Linked DNA regions of Mus musculus: region 1 is linked to region 2. Evidence: chromatin contacts called from public promoter capture Hi-C data. All regions are on one chromosome and are shown on one strand. The core of a region is the stretch at or near the end of the contact, and the rest is flanking DNA. Distances in the headings are between cores, read along the strand shown.

What was found. Promoter capture Hi-C pulls out the DNA fragments that hold promoters and counts their contacts.
Region 1: a promoter capture Hi-C map of liver shows a contact between it and region 2, with 3 times the contacts expected there. The contact joins the promoter of Med27 here to the promoter of Ak8 in region 2. A contact is called at or near these places in 2 of 39 promoter capture datasets (both in liver), 2 of 484 Hi-C or Micro-C datasets (both in embryonic stem cells) and 1 of 9 other capture datasets (embryonic stem cells).

Annotation. Positions count from the first base shown.
Region 1 is chr2:29,344,842-29,349,316 of GRCm38.p6, reverse strand. Med27 (mediator complex subunit 27) reads right to left here and starts at 2,507. Exons shown (of 8, transcript NM_026896.5): 1 at 2,270-2,507. The coding sequence starts at 2,472.
Region 2 is chr2:28,698,230-28,702,621 of GRCm38.p6, reverse strand. Ak8 (adenylate kinase 8) reads right to left here and starts at 2,461. Exons shown (of 13, transcript NM_001033874.2): 1 at 2,348-2,461. The coding sequence starts at 2,431. Spaca9 (sperm acrosome associated 9) reads left to right here and starts at 2,971. Exons shown (of 5, transcript NM_027283.1): 1 at 2,971-3,040.

The sequences.
Region 1 (4,475 bases), core at 1,258-3,757, 650 kb before region 2:
AATATTTAAAAACCTTAGAGCTTCTTTGTGCCCTTAGGTTTGTTTTCCCTCAGGAATGGCAAGAGACGGCTATATTTTGTTTCTCTGTGTAGCCCTGGTTAGCCCTCTCATGCCATTCCAGAGGCAAAACAAACCTAAGGGCATAAGGTTCCTTTGCAAAGGAAGCTGTAGGTTCCCTAAAAACTGGGATGTAACAACTCTGATTCATCCACAGCAGAAGATGTTTAGGACCTTGCAGTAGAGTCTAACACTGCCTCCCATTCAGGATTTTTTTCGGACCCACATGCAGATCACTCCATTTGGCAAAGCAGCAAGTACCTGAATAAATCATGATTATTTATCATTTCACATTTCAGATTTGTGCACAGTGCTTCACAGATGGCAAAGCTTAGCAAAACAAAGAAGACATAAAATAAACACCATCAAGGGGGCTGTGTCAAACAAGCTCACTTCAGTCTAGCAAGAAAACTAGGGAGACACTTGGGAAAGTGGGCGAACGGTGAAATCACGAATTCTGGGGAGCCAGTTCCCAGCAGCCAGCAGGACACTGCTAACCACTCCCATGCTGCATCCAACCTCAAATCTTCAGCCACCTTCTTGGCACTACTGTACATTTAATAAGTCAAAGAAATATCAACATTACTAAAGTTTCTAAAGTGATAAAAGGCTGTGACATCCCATTAGAAAGCAGGGCAGAGATGACACACTTCTTTAATCCCACCAGCACCTGGGAGGTAGAAGCAGGGGGGGTCTCTGTGAGTTTGAGGTCAGTCAGCCTGATCTAAAAAGAAACTCTGTCTTAGGGGGGGAAAAAAGCCTCCCTCGGGGGAGTCAATGGAGTGGGGGTAGGGCATGCCATTGTCAAGCTGACAGAACAGGTATGTGTGTAGTTTAAGGAGGGAGTGGAATACGGGGAGGAAAGGCACACAACACTTCACTACTTCCTCCTCCATCCTACTTGACTAGTTGATGGGTGGAGGGAGTCCTGGGGGTTTGCCTGCCTGACACACAGAAGGCACGGAGCTGGAACCAGGCACTATAGAGGAACATGAGGTGGAAGAGAGGAAACCCAACCTGACCAGATCACCAAATGCTCAATTTCAGAAGTAAAAAGCTCAAATCCAAGCCGGGCGTGGTGGTGCACGCCTTTAATCCCAGCACTCCGGAGGCAGAGGCAGGCAGATTTCTGAGTTTGAGGCCAGCCTGGTCTACAGAGTGAGTTCCAGGACAGCCAGGGCTATACAGAGAAACCCTGTCTGGGGGGGGGGGGGAGACCTCAAGTCCTTCCATTCTAATTTCTAAGACAGGAAGAAAACACAAGTTCAGGCACAGAAGACATGCCTACTAAACTGTGTGTGGTGGCACACACCTTTAATCCCAGCAGATTAATCCAGAGAGGCAGAGGCAGGAGGATCTCTTGTGAGTTTGAGGCCATCCTGGTCTACAAATTGAATTCCAGGACAACCAAGACTGTTACCCTGAGAATCCCTGTCTCAAAATCCAAAGTGCCTTCTATGCATGGCATCTGAGTAATGTCTTCTCAGCAAACTCTTAATACACTAATGATGTAAAAGGAGTCCCGTGAGGGAAATATGTAATCCCCAATTATTAGGGGTTAACCTGCTCAAACATTCCTTTCCCGTTGTAGTGAACTGAGTCCTCTGAAACTGAACCTAAATAAATTCTTCCTCTTAAACATCCTAATAGATGTAAGACTGTATCTCTCGAGAAAAGAGCTAAACAAAAGGAATGATGGTGACTGGCAGTGAGGAGCAGGTGGCTTCGGAGGGGAAATGGAAAGAGGCAAAGGTAACGGAGGTAGTCTGAGAATGAGGTGAGGTGGAACTGATGAATTCTAGGCTCTGAGGATGGGAACTGGAGCTCATCGGATCGAGAGGTACGTAATTGGGCCTGGGACAGTGTTGATGGGGAGACTGGCCCGATGTGATGGAGCCCAAGGAAAAGGTCTGATAAGATCGACGAGGTGGAAGTTCCTGAGAAGAGGTTTCCTCATCAGATAGGACCACTACAGCGGGAACCGAGGACCACAGATGACAACCAGGACGAAATGGCCAACAGAATGAATACTAGGTAACGGGACGGGAGACAAGGAGTCCCTGAGAGGCTGACTAGGACCGGGAGATGAGCGAAAGTGACAGCGGACTGTGAATAAAGGAGAGAGGCCCGTGACTGGGCAGACTGGCGCGGGATCCGGGCGGGACAGGTGCCAGAAGGGTCCTCAACCCCGATCCTTTCAGCCAGTACCTACTTGAGGTCCCGGTTGACGGAATGCAAGTTGTCCTGGAAGTTCGCGATGAAGGCCTTCTCGCGGCCCTCCAGCGTCTCTTTGTTGCGCATGCCATCCTTAAGGCAGTCGAAGACCCTACTCACGCTAGAGCGTAGCGCCTGGATGGCGCTAATAGCCTGCGAAAAGGCCTCCAGGTTCACACCAACGCTCAGCACGTCCGCCATGTTGCAGCTGTCACAGCCGGCTTTCCAGAGTCCACAGCCTGAGCGGCGCGCGGCGCTTCGTGATGACGTTGTCCTAGGAGGGTATTGGGATGTGTAGTTTGCGACGTGGCTCCCATCCAGGAAGCTCTAGCGAACTTGGAAAAACAGCGCCAGTCTGACTGAATGAGAGAGTTGACCACAAGTTATGATCTCCATCTAGGGAAGTCATTTTGTCCTCTCCTTTTGCTTAATAGTGAATGACAAAGAAATGCAGAAGCCCACTGTGTATCTCCAAAATTTGAACAGTCACATAGGAATTTCTCAAAACAATAAAATGTCCCCAGAGTACATGAATGAGTCCATATTCATAAATAAAGGGGAAGAACTCTCTTACCTGTAGTAAAATGCCAACACATAAATGAAGGCAGAGTGATACAAGAAAACTGCCACTTGGCAGCCTAAATAATTGGTTAAGGTATGAATCAATTGATGTTTTTTCGAAACAGCAAGGTATTCTATATAGTTTCAAAACGTTTTTCTTTATGAAACTTAAAAGGAAATAGAAAACATTTGGGCTACATGAGGACCTGTGTCCAAAAAGTAAATTAACAATAATAATAATAATAGAAATTATGGTATGTGTCCAAAAGAATTGAAAGCAGTGTCTAAATGAGATGTTTGTACTTCCATATCCACCGCAACCTCATTCACTATAGTCAAGTGTGAAAGGAGCCAGATATCTACCAACGTATAAGCAAATAAGCAAAATGTGATTATATATGATACAAATTGATATATACTGTGACATCAAAATGGACAATATACCTTTCAAGTTAATGGAAGATCAAAACAGGGAAAATAGACCTTGCAGCTTAGGGGATCTGTTTGCAGTTAAGACAGTTAAGAATAAGTTCCTCTGTCCTGTGCAGGCTAAAGTTTCTGTTTGTAATTAAAGAATAAGTTCTATTTGCCTCATGTTAAGTCCTTGCAAGTTAGGGTTTTTATTTGTAATTAAGAATAAGTTCCTGGGACTAGAGAGATGGCTCAACGATTAAGAGCACTGACTGCTCTTTCAGAGGTCCTAAGTTCAATTCCCAGCAACCACATGGTGGCTCACAACCATCTGCAGTGGGATCAGATGCCCTCTTCTGGTGCATCTGAAGTCAGCTACAGTGTACTCACATACATAAAATAAAAATAAATCTTAAAAGAAAAAAAAAAGAATAAGTTCTTGTTCTTTTTGTTTGGTTTGTTTTTGTTTGGTTTTTCGAGACAGGGTTCCTCTGTGTAGCCCTGACTGCCCTGGAACTCACTCTGTAGACCAGGCTGGCCTTGAACTCAGAAATCCACCTGCCTCTGCCTCCCAAGTGCTGGGATTAAAGGCGTGTGCCACCACTGCCCTGCCAAGTTCTTGTTCTTTAGGTAAGCTGCAAAACACGTTTTCAACCTCTACACTAAACTCGTGACCACATTCACTAGATGAGCATCCCTCCCCTTGTTCCTCCCTTTCATTGCATCTTTCTAACAGTCGTCTGTGTGAGCACTCTCCTATAAAAAGGACCTCAAGGGGCTGTGTATTAGTCAGGGTTCTCTAGAGTCACAGAACTTATGGACAGTCTCTAGATAGTGAAGGAATTTATTGATGACTTACAGTCGGCAGCCCAATTCCCAACAATTGTTCAGTCGCAGCTGTGAATGGAAGTCCAAGGATCTAGCAGTTACTCAGTCTCACACAGCAAGCAGGCGAAGGAGCAAGAGCTAGAGCTAGACTCCCTTCTTCCAATGTCCTTATATTGTCTCCAGCAGAAGGTGTAGCCCAGATTAAAGGTGTGTTCCTTAAACTCCAAGATTCAATCTTCTGGAATCCATAGCCACTATGGCTCAAGATCTCCATACCAAGATCCAGATAAGGATCTCCAAGCCTCCAGATAAGGGTCACTGGTGAGCCTTTCCAATTCTGGATTGTAGTTCATTCCAAATATAGTCAAGTTGACAACCAGGAATAGCCACTACAGGCTGCTCTC
Region 2 (4,392 bases), core at 1,212-3,711:
GTTGGAACATCTGCTGGTGTCACTGGCAGCAGAAGCCTGAGGAAGCCCAAGCAGTCAGGTCCCCACCTCATCTCCCTTTGTGTTTCCCGCACAGTCTTCCCGAGGTCCTGCACAGCTGTCCTGTTGCAGCGCCTCAGTGAATGCTGGTCTTCTGCCTAGAACGCCTCTTGCTCCTTGACCTGGCTTCTTGATCATCAGCTCTCAGTGCACCAGATAAACCCCTGCTGCTCTCTGCTCCTGCACAGGCCTGCATGTGTACCTCTGTTCCCTGCCTCTCCTATTCCTGCTCGACACTCCATGGGTTTTGCGGTCCTCCCTGTCTACACAATTACAGTAGGTACCCAGTGCAGATGCTAGCCACGAAACGAAGCCCTCACTAGTGGCTGAGTCTCTCCAAAGTGGGACAGAATACTTATCAGCCAAGCAGTTAAATAGTCCTGGATGTTGGCCATTTAACCAACTGAGCAAACACGTCAGAGGAAGCAGTTTTCAGAGTGGCACACCAGGGAACTGGAGAGCTGACAGCAGCTGGGCTGCAGGAGAGGTAGGAAGGGCCAATGAGGACAATGAGGTGCAGAGTAGTCAAGAGCACCAATGGGGAGTCCTGTTTAGACTCTAGATCTCATCCGAAAGTCCCTCCTCTTCTTGGGGCCTCAGCCCTCCTTCCCCAGCCCCCTACCATTCGTTCAGTGGCACAGCTGGGCTGGCTCTGTGCTTAGAGATGTTGTGTTCACTTCTTGACTAAGAGGTTACACAGGTAACACATCTGCATGCTTCGGGCTGATAAGGCCATGAGTCCTTCTCAGGACAAGACAAAAAGAAGCCAAGTCTGAGGACAGTCTGTTATCACGGATGAACAGCAGTGGATCTGTGAATCCCATGAGAGCCACAGACATCTGATAAAACGTCACAGAGCTGTACACACCACCACAGAAACCCAAGAGCAGGTGAAAGGGGGTGAGATCCAGGAGAAGCCTGCAGTGGAGGCTCAAGCACTGCACCCACTTCTGCTTCACGGCTTTGAGAAGACCAAGGTTACACGGCCTAAGCTAGACAAGAGGTGAACGCCATTTTTATAACTTCCCAAGTCTAAGATTATTTGAAAATAAATGATAATAAGATAAAGTATTCTGGTTATCGCCCCACCAATCCAACAAGAAAGCAGGCCAGGATCATATATCACCCCTCTCGTGCCCCCAGATTTGCTGTTTTATTTGTGGCTGGCCACTCCTTGGTCTCCCCTCCATTAACACTTTCCAAAGGAGCTTGCTCAGTAGACTCAGGCTCCTTGGCCTGGGCTCATGTGCCAGCACGGTGTCCCCCTCCTTCTCTCTCTCTCTCTGTCTGTGTGTGTGTGTGTGTGTGTGTGTGTGCGCACGTGTGCGCGTGTGCATGCTAGGCTTGCAGTATAGGGTACTAGAAACTGAGCTCTAGTTTGCCTGCGGCCCCCAGAATCACTGACTGTTAGACAGCTCATCGGTCCAGCCCCTAAAAGTCACTTTCACCTCTGGAGAGCACAAGTCAAAAACTGGAGCACACATAGATGGGGATATGGTTTGGCTGAAGGCCACAGTTGCCTGGGAACCAGGACAAGCTGGGAGCTAGTATAAGGGATGAGGGACGAGGGCTTTCAAAAGGCCAATTCTGAGGATAGAGGCTATGTAGAAAATATGCTGCCCCAGAGGAGACCACCTGGATAGGGATGCCATCTAAAACTTATACGGTCCCCTACTTGTCCTAACAGGGTCAAAGACACCCTCATGAGACAAAACACATGTGTCTTTTGCCTGACGGCTGAGACAATCGGTTTGGTCCTGGGAACTGGAATTTCCCAGGAACCTCATGCCAGGAGAAGGAAAAGGCTGGCACCAGCCAGAGGGGCGGGTCTCCTGGGAAGTTTTCCTCCAACTTGTCAGACCACCTTGCAGGAGGGAGTGGAACGGAGACAGATATGGGTCAGTGAGGTGCGGGATCACACTAGACTTGTGTGGACCCCAAAACTAGCCCCGGGAAGCAGGTCACTGAACTTCTTGAACGTGTTCCTCCTTCCATTGTGGTCACAGGAAATAAGCCTTTCTCTGACTTTTTCTTTTTTTCTGTTGCTTATCTCTTTAACTGGTCTTGGAGTGAGGTGGGTGAGCCTAGCTTGTTAGGGCTTCCAAGGCCCAGCTTAGGTAAGACTCAGGGCTCAGGAACCGGCTGAGGTTTCCCATACAATGCCAGAAGAGGCCCTGGAGACTACTGCGCCATTTCACAGGTGGGGAAACTGAGGAAAGGGATTTCCCCCCAGACCATGCTGCCGGCCCGGCCCGGTAGCCGTATTCCCTATCCTCGGGCGCCTGATCACCTGCATCATCTCGAAAATGTAGTAGTCTTCCCCGTACTGAGGCATTTCCGGGGGAATGCGATGAGGGGCTGTGGTTGCATCCATGTTTCCGACAGCGCTCCGCTCCTTAGTAACGGCGTTGCTGGGACGCCAAGCTATGCGTCATCGGTGAGCGCCTCAGCTGGGGCGAGTCCTGGTCCCGGATTCCATCCACCGAGGTCCTGATCTGCAGTCGGCTCTCCCTCCCCAGGGCCACAAAGCAAACCCCAGAACGCCTGTGGAGCTACAGAGCAATGGGGGATCGGATGACAGAATAAATCCTGCTTCTGGTGTAGCCAACTGTGCGGATCTGGGCGCTGGAAGCTGACCCTGCTCCCTGGATCTCAGTTTCCCCATCTTTAAATGAAAGACGCTGGGGCAGACGTGGGACCGGTTTCTACAGGAGGAAAAGTCATATGCGCCCAGATCATATGGGGGTGGGGGTGGGGGGAAACTGGGCGGGTCTCCTGGTTTGGGCGGCCGGCCGAGTCATGTGACCGGGTTGCCATAGCACCTGTGGTCACAATCGGCCAAGCCTGCCTGGCCTCTATGGCCTCGACCCCGCCCACGCCCATTTCCTGAGGGGCCTTCCCGCCCTCGGGGCCGCACACCCACGGAGGCACTGCAAGCTTCTGGGCACTCTGTGAGGCGAAGGCCAGTCCAAGTCAAACCAGGGTAAAGGGGGATGGAGCGCCGGCGACGAGCTGGGTCGAAAACACTATGGGAGTGGGGGAGAAAGAGGTGGAGGTGTCCTGGCCTAGGGGGAGGAAAGCTGCGTGTAGCTGTGGAAGAGGCAAGGGTGGCATCGTGGAGGAAGGACTCTGTGTAGTAACCCAGAGGGAGGTACACACAGCCTACGATGATAGCCACAAGTCCAACTCTAGATGTTGTAAATTTGACAGATTTACAGTGAGCCTAAGTTTCTACCCTGAGCAGTGGGGAACACTCAGGCATTCCTCCCACAACTACCCTGAAGTCCCCGACAGTGACTGGCCTATAGGGAGTGGACAGTGTGGGTACATAGTGATATCTCACTTAATCTTTAGACTAATCTTAATCTCACCTCACTTTGGACAACAATCGTTCCTGTCTCACAAGTTTTATCTTTATGTATTAATGTGTATAAGGGTGGGACAGAGGAAGAGCAGAGGCTGGGAAAGGGACTTTGGAACCCTGGAGCCAGAGTTGCAAGCAGTGAGCCAATAGATCTAGGTGCTGAGAACTAAACCCAGGCCCTCTGGAAGAGCAGCAAGTGCTGGGGACCGAGTCACTCCTGCTCCTGTAGCTCACCTGTTTGCATGGGTCAAGCTGGAGGAGCTCTCAGGGGCTCCGGGGGCCACAGCACCAGGCAGTGTCAAGTCAGATGAAAACCTTCTGCTCCGAAGACAGACAAGACACTGCAGAATAAGACAGGCCAGAGGAGTTAGCTGGTGGCTTTGGGCAAGTCATTTCCTCTTTCTGGATTTCTTCCCTCGACAGCTGCTGGGCACAGAGAGGAAGTTTCAATAGCTTGAAGAGTTTCTATCCAATCCCCCACCTTTTACAGAAACAGAGGCTAAGGCCTAGCAAAGGGGAAAAGTCTTGCCCAGGGGCTGAGAATGAAATCAGAGGGAGCCTCAAGGCTGAGAGCTAGCGTTCTGACCTGGGATAATGACACCTGCCCATGTAAAGCCACAGCGCAGCCCTCTGTCCCCGAGACCTGCTTCCTCAAAGGCCTCAGGCCTCGGTAGACTTGTCAGCTGGGGAAGCAAAGATGAGGCCTCCCCAACAAAGAAAGCAGCAGCCACACTGCAGCTTGCACTGGGGGGGGGGGGGTTCAGTGTGCTTCCTGGACATTTTTGAAGTGGCTTTCGTCTCCGCTCATTTATTTTAAGCCCTAGGCGCTTTTCATACTGCGATCTAATCTTCTTTAGCAGCCTGGAAAAATACAAATCAATTAAAGCCTCAAACCTATGGGGTAATCACCTTTCCCTCCCTTCTCCCCCAGAGAGAGCAGCGCCTGCATCCAGGCCTTTCATCCACTCTAA